2 separate regions of the Mus musculus genome follow, and region 1 is linked to region 2. Evidence: chromatin contacts called from public HiChIP or PLAC-seq data. All regions are on one chromosome and are shown on one strand. Each heading gives the region's core, a stretch centred on a gene start, on an enhancer-like site or on the middle of the called end of the contact. The rest is flanking DNA. Distances are from core to core; before and after follow the strand shown.

Evidence for each region. HiChIP or PLAC-seq counts read pairs in DNA pulled down with a chosen protein or histone mark.
Region 1: a contact with region 2 is called in an H3K4me3 HiChIP or PLAC-seq map of the SCID.adh cell line, with 14 read pairs. The contact joins the enhancer-like site here to the promoter of Fzd4 in region 2. A contact is called at or near these places in 1 of 39 promoter capture datasets (stem cell-derived epiblast-like cells), 1 of 484 Hi-C or Micro-C datasets (nephron progenitors), 4 of 115 datasets of contacts at active chromatin or transcription factors (the SCID.adh cell line, double positive thymocytes, embryonic fibroblasts and 1 more) and 1 of 9 other capture datasets (liver).

The regions. Positions count from the first base shown.
Region 1 is chr7:89,441,670-89,446,383 of GRCm38.p6, forward strand. No RefSeq gene overlaps it. Among named protein-coding and RNA genes, the nearest start is that of AI314278, 18 kb to the left of the region's middle. Within about 2 kb of position 1,797, at least 16 of the 459 cell types and tissues checked have an H3K27ac peak or open chromatin away from gene starts, as enhancers often do. A contact at or near this core is called in the SCID.adh cell line, where this site is marked.
Region 2 is chr7:89,401,851-89,406,418 of GRCm38.p6, forward strand. Fzd4 (frizzled class receptor 4) reads left to right here and starts at 2,516. Exons shown (of 2, transcript NM_008055.4): 1 at 2,516-3,121. The coding sequence starts at 2,837. It also overlaps a transcript of Tmem135 not described here.

The DNA of each region.
Region 1 (4,714 bases), core at 547-3,046, 39 kb after region 2:
GTAAGCAATGCACTCTCACTGCAGAAAACCTGGAAAGGTACCTCTGGGTCTTAGTATACGTGGGGAAAAACCAAATCCATCTATGGTCTTCCAATACAAATAACAACCACTGTTAATTCTTTATATAAATAATTTTCTATAAAAATCATATTCATGTGCATTTTATCTAATACTATTCATATGAACTTACATTATCATTTCCACAGTAGTTGTGTGTGAGGCATAATTATAAATGCTTATACGATATTCAGTTAGACAGCTGCTCTGTGATTCAGTTTTTCAGTTGGTTTTATTCAATTTTCTCCTACTTCTTTTGGTTTTATAGTATGACAGGTCTGAGCAGAGTTTTGCACAATTGAGTAATACCTTGGCCTCTTCTCTTACATTATCTCATTTCCTCGTTGCAAGTCTCCAGAATAGACACACAGTTTTATGAAGGAACCAAGATTTAAAGGGAATAAGAACTATACCAAGGCCAGGACTATACTAATCTCTAACTCCTGAGCCAGCATTACTCATTACAACACCCTGGGTCTGTCTGTCTCTCTTCAGTTTGTTGTTGACTTTCTGTCTTCCCAGAACATCATTATCTATGGTGGTAAAGATATTTTTTTTGTATTGTATTTATTTTTTTAAATGAATCCCAATTCTGGTTTTATGCCTCTCATGTTCCCACTGAATCCTGGTCTCTTACTAAGACTGCCCATTTCAGTTAAATACTCTCCATTGTACAGTTGCCAGGCAGCTGGACTGATTCGAGTGACGGTCCCCAACTGCTGTGCCATTTGCTCCCTTCGTTCCCAGCTGTCCTCAGACAGGCAGGCGATGAGTGTACTCAGGTCTCCAGGTTGGAAAGCTGAATCACAATACACTCACTAAAACCCACCTGGTGATTTGTACTCCACTGGAGTTGCCATTTATATCCTCAAAAACTTTCAAAATATGAGACTCTCCTAGAAACTCAGCATATTTTTTAAAAGAACACTAAACTTGGAAAGAACACATTAATCTTCAGTCTTTCATATAAACTTCAAATTTGGATCTGTCTAATTGATGTTCACATGCAAATATCTTTTAAAATATTATTACATGGATTAATAAGTTATGATATCAATTTTCAGCTAATGAGTACCTTGTTTGTTCAAATTCCAACTCTGCCACTTTAGTAATGTGAGTTCAAGCACATATCTTTATTTCTGTTTCTTTCTGTTTGTTTTGTTATTTTTGTCATCTAAAGGGAAAATGATAACAATACTACAAGATAAAGTTGCTGTCTGTATGGCATCATTGAGTCCATATAAAGCTTACAGCGATGCCCTGAGGAATACAGTACATGGTTGGTACTGCTACCATTGTTATCACCTCTGCCAGGAACCTGTATCTCAGGATGATTAAGCTCAGAGTCACACCACGAGCAAATGAAAACTTGGGATTCAAATCTACTGGATGTAGTGAAATTATATCTTTTGAAATAAGAAAAATTACTGATATACTACTGAAATTTTCTGCCATAGCCTTTTTGCCAATTGCTTACTTTAAATCTGTGAAGGCATAATTAATTAGGTGGCTCTGCTTTAAAGGACAGCCACATAAGTATGTGACCAGAACTAGTTTTGTGTGCTGGTGCTCCTTAACTTGTAGTGGAGTTATGGCCTGGGAAACTTATTATAAAGCAAAAACTGTAAGTCAGAAATATGTTTAATGCAGTAACTACTGATCAGCACTGTTCAGAGTTGTGACGGCACGGCTGGGTGGGAGCTATGGTAGATGGCAATGATTTGATCACGATAGAACAGCACACCACATGAAGCTAGCCTGGAGAAAGATCAAACTTGCAGAGCAAGAGTACAGCTTTCACTGGTTATGTATTGCTTTCAAACCACTACAAAGATTTTAAAGAAACGGAAATCAACTGACTTAGGTGAAGAACCATCTGTAACAATTTCATTTGAAAATCACGTGGCACATGATTATGAGATGTGTGTGTGTGGAAAACGGTGAAAAGGGTTGAAGGCACCTGTAGATGCAGAATGATATGGACCCCACCACACCTTCCCTCCACTTTTAAACATTCTCCAATCTGCCATTCATTGCTCCCGCAAAGGTCAGCAGTGATATTCTGACTGAGAGCTCCTTGGACTTCAGCTTACCCAGTTAATTGAAGCTCCCAGCTCCCAGCATTCCTTCGTGACTCTGTTCTGTCACTGTACCCACTCTTCCTGGCACTCTGGATCTTTTTAGTCATTGATTTATTCTATAGTCTCTGCTTCTTCCCCGGGTTCAACTCCTACTTCTGTTTGTCTTCTCACACTTTGTTGTAGTGGTTTGGGTGAAAATGGCTCCCATACTTAGTCTCCAGTTGGTGGAACTGTCTGGGAAGCATTCGGAAGTACAGCCTTGATTGAGGAGGTGTGTCACTGAGTGCAGGCTTTGAGGTTTTAAAAACCCATTTCCTTCCCAGTGTCTCTCCTGCTGCCTCATTTTTGTGAATAAGGATATAAGCTTTCAGCTGCTGTTCTAGTACTATGTCTGATTGCCTGCTGCCATGCTCTCTGCCATGACGATCATGAACTCTAACCCTCTGGAAACCTGAGCCCCAAATTGGGTGCTTTCTTTTATACGTTGCCTTGGTCATGGTATTTTGTTATGGCAATTGAAAGGTAACTAAGACATCTGTTTTGTAGAAAATTTCTTCCAATTAAAATAGTCCAATATTAAAATATTGGAAGAAACATGGTGGCTCATTGGGATTTAAAAAGGAAATAAAACTTCCATGTCTCAGAAATCTCCTGAAGCTTACAAGATTCAAAAGGCCCTTTGAAGTAGGAGGTTCTTTGGGACTTAGTAACTTATGTCAAATGATGGTTTGCTGAGGCACACAGGAGAAAGGATGTCTTGCTAAAGCAGGCACATGAAAGAGTGTTTTCCTGAAGCAGACACAGGTGAGAGGATGTTTTGATATAGTAAACATGTGAAAGGACCTTCGATGCAAGCATATAAATATGACTCCATAGACCGTGGGAGACGAGCACCAAGCATTGGTTTGGCTGTTTTCTGCCTCGTTATTCTTTGCTAATGGCGTACATGTGTTGGTTTGTCTTACATAGCGTTGTTGAGCTGAACTTGTGGTACTGCTGCCATTGAGAGAAACCTGCCCAAGAATTGCTCTTGAGGTTCCTGCGGCAGCTTGCTGTTGTCTGCAGCCTTGCCTCAGGCCAGTGGGCGAGCACTGTAGTTTCTTCACCATTGAACTACAGCTGCTGGTTTGTGCCTGGTAGCTGCCTGCCTAGAGAACTGATGTGCAGCTTGCCGAGTTGTATTTGGTGTTTGCTATGGGACTTAACTGATGTTAAAGAAGTTCAAGTTCACCCCCAAAGAACTATTGCTGAACAAGAGTCCACTTCCCCCGTATCCTAATAACTTTTCTCTCTCACTATCTTAGCTGGGTGGTGGGCTAGAGGAGAGGTTGAACCCTTATTAAAAGTATATTGCAAAAAAATATGTCAATAGCTCTTTCCAAAGGTTACACAAGAAGTCACAACAATTTCTGTGGAAAGAAGTCTCTCAAACAGGCCTTCCAGTTGCTCAGGAAACTATGGAAGAGGCTGTTTGAGGTATTACCACACTGTTGGCTTTCGGGCAGTGCAGCAGCGTATGAGTCACCCATGTTTTGTATGTAACCCCACCCACACTTACTATTTCATTTACTTAAGACTTGTGGGGAACTATTTCTTTGTTCTGTTGTTGCTTCACTACGCAGAGGGCAGGATGTGACCGTCCATGTCTCTTCAGGAAAAGTCACAACATTCACTTCCTCCTGTGAAAATGACATCCCAAATCATTACCTTGCCTCTCAATCTATATCCAGGGGTTCTTGACATTTCAGTTCGGGCTCAGTTTTCAGCCATTTACTGGAGTGTTGGAAAGTAGGGGTCTGAGTCTCCCAATGCAAACTTCCCTTTTAATCAAATTCCTGGAGTCTCAAAGATGCAGGTTTCGCTGCACTGTTGTTGAAGATGCTTAAAGATGTTAAAGATGCTTCTTGCCTCCGGTCTCATTTTGAAATCCCGTGCAACACTTTCTAAGATATCCATTTTTGAAAATCTGGATGTCACTACTAGAGCAAAACAGTTTCAATACAGGATGACTACGACAGAAAACAATCTCTGTAACATATCACATTGTTGAAGACATAATTCAAAATTACTAAAAGGTGGAAAGGAAAGGTAGGTCAGTGGGTAAACACATTTGCTGCTAAGCCTGACAACCCTAATTTAACTGATGGAACACACATGGTGGAAGGAGAGAAGCAACTTCTACAAGTGTCCTCTGACTTTGACATGTATACAATGGCACTCATGCACTCACATACATAGGAATACATATACACAAATAAATGGAAAAGTATACCAATCTTTAATTACTACAAAATAATACAAACATGTAAATCATACTTTATAGGGAATGCAATACACAGAGACAACCATTTAGATGAACTAGGTATTAGAATTAGCTAGTAATGATATTAAAATAGCTTATGATAGTTCTGTTCAAAGACTTGCGGGCAATATACCTACCTGCAAAAATGTAAGACTTAGGTTGGGATCTCTCACTGGAGAATAAATAATTTTGATCAAGGAGTGAATAAAAATGTGCAGATAAACAACTTATACAAAAGTAAAAAAAAAGTGATTAATGTACAACTGAAAATACA
Region 2 (4,568 bases), core at 1,266-3,765:
AGTGGTAGACGAGGCTGAGAACTGAGTGCTTTCCTCTTTGAGAACAGGAACATGGGCACAGAGTTTAGACTAGAGCAAATGGGCAAGTGAGTCCTTCTCTGCTACATAGTGAGGCACCTTGGTCAGACTGTTTGACCTTTCTCAGATGGTTGTTAATAATTAAATACAATGAGTGTAAGTCATGGAACGCTGGTGCAGAATAGGGTTTCTTATGAAGTCTGTTACTGATTTGATAATAGTGCCCCTTCAGCCAGCACCAACCATGTCCTGCCTATTTGCCAGGCACTCTGTAACAGACCCATCGTCCTCCTTGACTTCAGGAAGTTCACTGTTTCATAAACCACACACACACCCTGCCACCCTGCCACCCTGCCCTAGGCGATGCTCCAGCTGCACTCCTAACCCACTCTGTAAAGTAGCTCACAGTCTTGCAGGTCATCTCTTTGAGTAGCTCTCCAAACTCAGCTACCTCCACCTCCAATTTGCTCATGGCTCTCTGTGGCTTACTATGCCCAGTGTGTTTGTTCTGTTTGTCTCCTATGTGATCCTAGAGAATGGGGATCACGTATCAATTTAATCTATTCATCTAATTTGTTCCTCTCAAACAATGAATAGGTCACTGCTTTCTTCATCTGATTATTTATGCAATCCTGTAAGCCAGTGCCACCAGTATACAGAGGACTCAACCTGGTCCTCAACTCCTGGAATCTTGCCCTCCAGCTTCAAAAAGGTTGGGCTCTGATTTGGTGGGTCCTATCATTGCTAACTATTGCTTTGGTTTAGCCTCAGTTCCCCAGTCTACTTAAAGGGCCAAAACATTCTTTACCAGATTATGACAGTGACTGGAGAAGATGGAGCTTCTATATGCCAGTTCCAAGCACAGAGGCAAATACACAAAACAGCCGATTCCATTCTTTACCCTCAACCAGGGCCAGTCAAGAATAAGAAAGCTAAAGCTATAAAATTTGAGTGCATGTATCCTTCCAATTTATACCTTACCTCAGCTGTGTGCCAGAAGACCAACTGAAATGGGAAGGCACAAAGAACTCAGAAAAACACAGGCAGGGGCTTAGGCAAACAGAACTGAAGGAGAGGGGAGGAATCCCTTTACTTATTACCAGTATCCTCAGAATTTAGCACGAGACTGATAAGCAAGGGGTAGTCTTACGATCTACATTTCACGATCTGTCCCAGATATAAACAAAAAGTGGCAGCCGAGTTATTATAGAGCATTATTCATCGGTCACTGTGCTAGATGATCTACACTACTCCGGTACTGAGAACCGCTATGTGACAGGAGAGCATGGATGGACTTCACTCAGAAACTGGCCTACTGCGTGGCCAGTTGGAGGCTCCTTTTAGTCTCAGCAAGTAACAAGTACATGGTTTGGGAAATCACCTGCTGAGAGTTCCACTGGCCAAATGGGAAGCAGAGAGAGGGTGGACCCAATACAGAGTCCTTTCTTTGTGGGTGAAGAAGAGAGAAGCTGGATTGGAACACGGGTGGGAACATCTGCCGACCCCCAGAGTGCCACGGAGAGCAAGAATGGGAACGAAAAAAGTGCAGGATGCAGGGGAAGGGTGTCCCGGGTCTGGGAAGGGGCGTCCTTGGGGCTTGTGCGCCTTCCTCGCTTCGAGTGCACAGGTCAAGCCTCTTCCCTCCCGCGCTCTTACCCTCCCAACCTTATTTAGAAACCGTGTCCCCGAGACAGGAAGGGCGGCGGGCCGAGAAGCACGGAGCGTCCCGGCCTCATTTCCTTTCGAATCCCCCTGTGGAATTTCATTTCGTACGGTGAGGAAATCGGAGCGCGAGCCCATCGGCTGCTCTGTTGCTCCGGAGCGCCTCCCCCACGGCGACTGCAGACCGGCTGCTCCCGGCGCAGGTCGCGCCGAGTGCGGGGCGGGGCCGGGGGGCGGGCGCCAGCCCCACTGGCTAGAGGTGAAATTTTCTGCGAACTGTACCAGGCACCAGCTCTAAGCCTTTCAGGCTTTATCGCTAATCCTCCCAAGTCACTTTACGGATGAGGAACCTGACGCGGAGAGGTTGGGCAATTTGCTCAAGGTCACACAGCCAGGATTTAAAGCCACAATCTGTGTAAACCCCAAATACCGTGTTCTTTGTGTTCATTATTTTGCTTGATACAGAGGTGGCCACGGGGCCGGAGGTGACAGCTGTAAGGGGAAGGACGTGAAAGGGGCATAGATGTGGGAGCACGTCTCACCTGAAAGAGAAGAGCAGGTTGGCTGGGCAGGAGCCACGGGGCTCCATCGCCGCCTGGCCACAGCGTGCAATGGATCCGGGTGGGAGGACGCCGAGCGCCGGGAAGCCAAGCGGGGCGGGGCGCCTCTGGAGCGAGCAAGGGAGAGAGGATCAAGCCGCGGGCGGGGGCCTGACCCTTACAGCAGGAGAGGAGCCCCGCCCCTTCCCGCCCCCTCTGACCAGGGGGGGCTTTCATTGGACAGTCGCGTTGTCCGTCCCGCCCCGCCCCCGCCCTGCGAACCTCCAGCGCCACAGAGCGCTGGGGCGGTGAGAACAGCGCGGCGTAGAGTGCAGGCGGGCTTCGCCGAAAAGCCGGACTCGGCCGGCGCCGAGTTCTGGGATCGCCGCCTGCAGCCATGACCCTAGCAGTCCATCCCTCGGCCCGGGCTCCGGACGTCTGATATCCCGCACATTCTCGTACAACTGCTGGAGAGGCGACTGCTGCCCCCTTGTCGCCCTTGGCGCCTTACCGCATTCCCTATCCGGAGTTGGGAGCAGCGCGGCCACCGGCGCCCCTGTGCAAACTGGGGGTGTCTGCTAGATCAGCCTCTGCCGCTGCTGCCCGCAGCTCTGGCCATGGCCTGGCCGGGCACAGGGCCGAGCAGCCGGGGGGCGCCTGGAGGCGTCGGGCTCAGGCTGGGGCTGCTGCTGCAGTTCCTCCTGCTCCTGCGGCCGACACTGGGGTTCGGGGACGAGGAGGAGCGGCGCTGCGACCCCATCCGCATCGCCATGTGCCAGAACCTCGGCTACAACGTGACCAAGATGCCCAACTTAGTGGGACACGAGCTGCAGACAGACGCCGAGCTGCAGCTGACAACTTTCACGCCGCTCATCCAGTACGGCTGCTCCAGCCAGCTGCAGGTGGGTGCCCCTACCCCCATCCCCGGAGGACTCGGTAGACAGAGACTCCCAAACTCCTTCCTTGGAATCCCTGACAGATCGAGCCTCCTGGTCCCTTCCTAACTTGAGGGTACAACTCCTGAGAAAGTGATTTCCAACCCGCACCCCACCCCCCACTTTTCTGTCCCTCTTGGAGACTGGAAGCCAAAACGTTGTGTAAGTCATCTGGCCCGCGAAAGAACCTATTCTTACACCCCGCCCTTCCGTTTTTCTCCCCTGCCCATGTCTGGCCAAGCCCCTAACCCCAGTGGAGTTGAGGGCTATCTTTGCCAAGGATTCCGGCAGCCGCTGCTTGGTGGGCGAGTCCTGGCAGGGCAGCGGGTTGCACCTAAATCTTGGAAGGAGTGATAAGGAGACAGAACTTCGCCCTTCCAGGTCGCTCATCGACCTCCCTTTTGCCTGTATTTTTGGGTGTAGGTTACCAAATAAAACATCGCTGTCTGTTTTCTGCAGAATGCCCCGCCGTCGTCCTGCACTTTTTAGAGGTCATACAGGAAAGAGTGGTTAGGTTGGCCCGAGTTCTTTCTTGTCCTTAACGTTGGAGGCAGGTTTAATTTTTGGAAGGACTGAAAAGGCTCCAGGAAGGTAGTGTGCATATTTGAAAACTTCTTTTTTCCTTTTCTTTTTTTCCCTCCTTTTCTTAACAGTCATTAAGATGTTAAAACTTTGGTAATGTGTAATGATATAGAAGTTCTTCCTACAATAATAAGTGAAAAGTAATTTGCATATATAACATAGTTATAATTTCTCTTATACAGCTAACTTCAATGGAAAGTAGATTGGAATGAAGTTTTAAAAACTTAACACTCTCCATGTTTTGGTTGGTGAGGCTGAGTGGCTTTTATTAATAAAAAAGAAAAAAAAATGGAGGTTAGAGTTGTCCAGGTTGAAACCTTAAGAAATCTATAGTTCTGGCTGTAGCGAGATAAGAAACAGACATACGGTTTATTTACAGGCTTGGGTTTTTACATCGGTCGCTGTAAAAGCTGAGTTGTGGTTTGGGGAAGATGGTTGGGATTAGACCTGTTGCTGGAGAAATATCCCTGTAGAGGTTTCAGGGCTTCCAAACTAAGTTATAAAAGCTTAGGAAATGATCCTCTCACTCTTAGCCTGGAAACAGCACACGGTTGACATCAGTGGCAAGTTGGTTGGAGAAACAGCTTTTGCAGGGATATATATTTTTAATTACATGTATCCTGGGGAGGCAGCCAAGTTGTTTTGAAAGACAAGACTGGATCCCTTTACATGCTGGAAAATAGTTACTTGTAACTCTAGACTTCATAGACAACATCTGTAAGGAGCCAAGGAGACTGTTTATCAATGCTGGAGGAATTGAGGACAGCAACTGGACTCTCCCCTGCTGCTATTGCAGTTTCAGGGAGTTAACATTTACATCTTCCTATTGTGC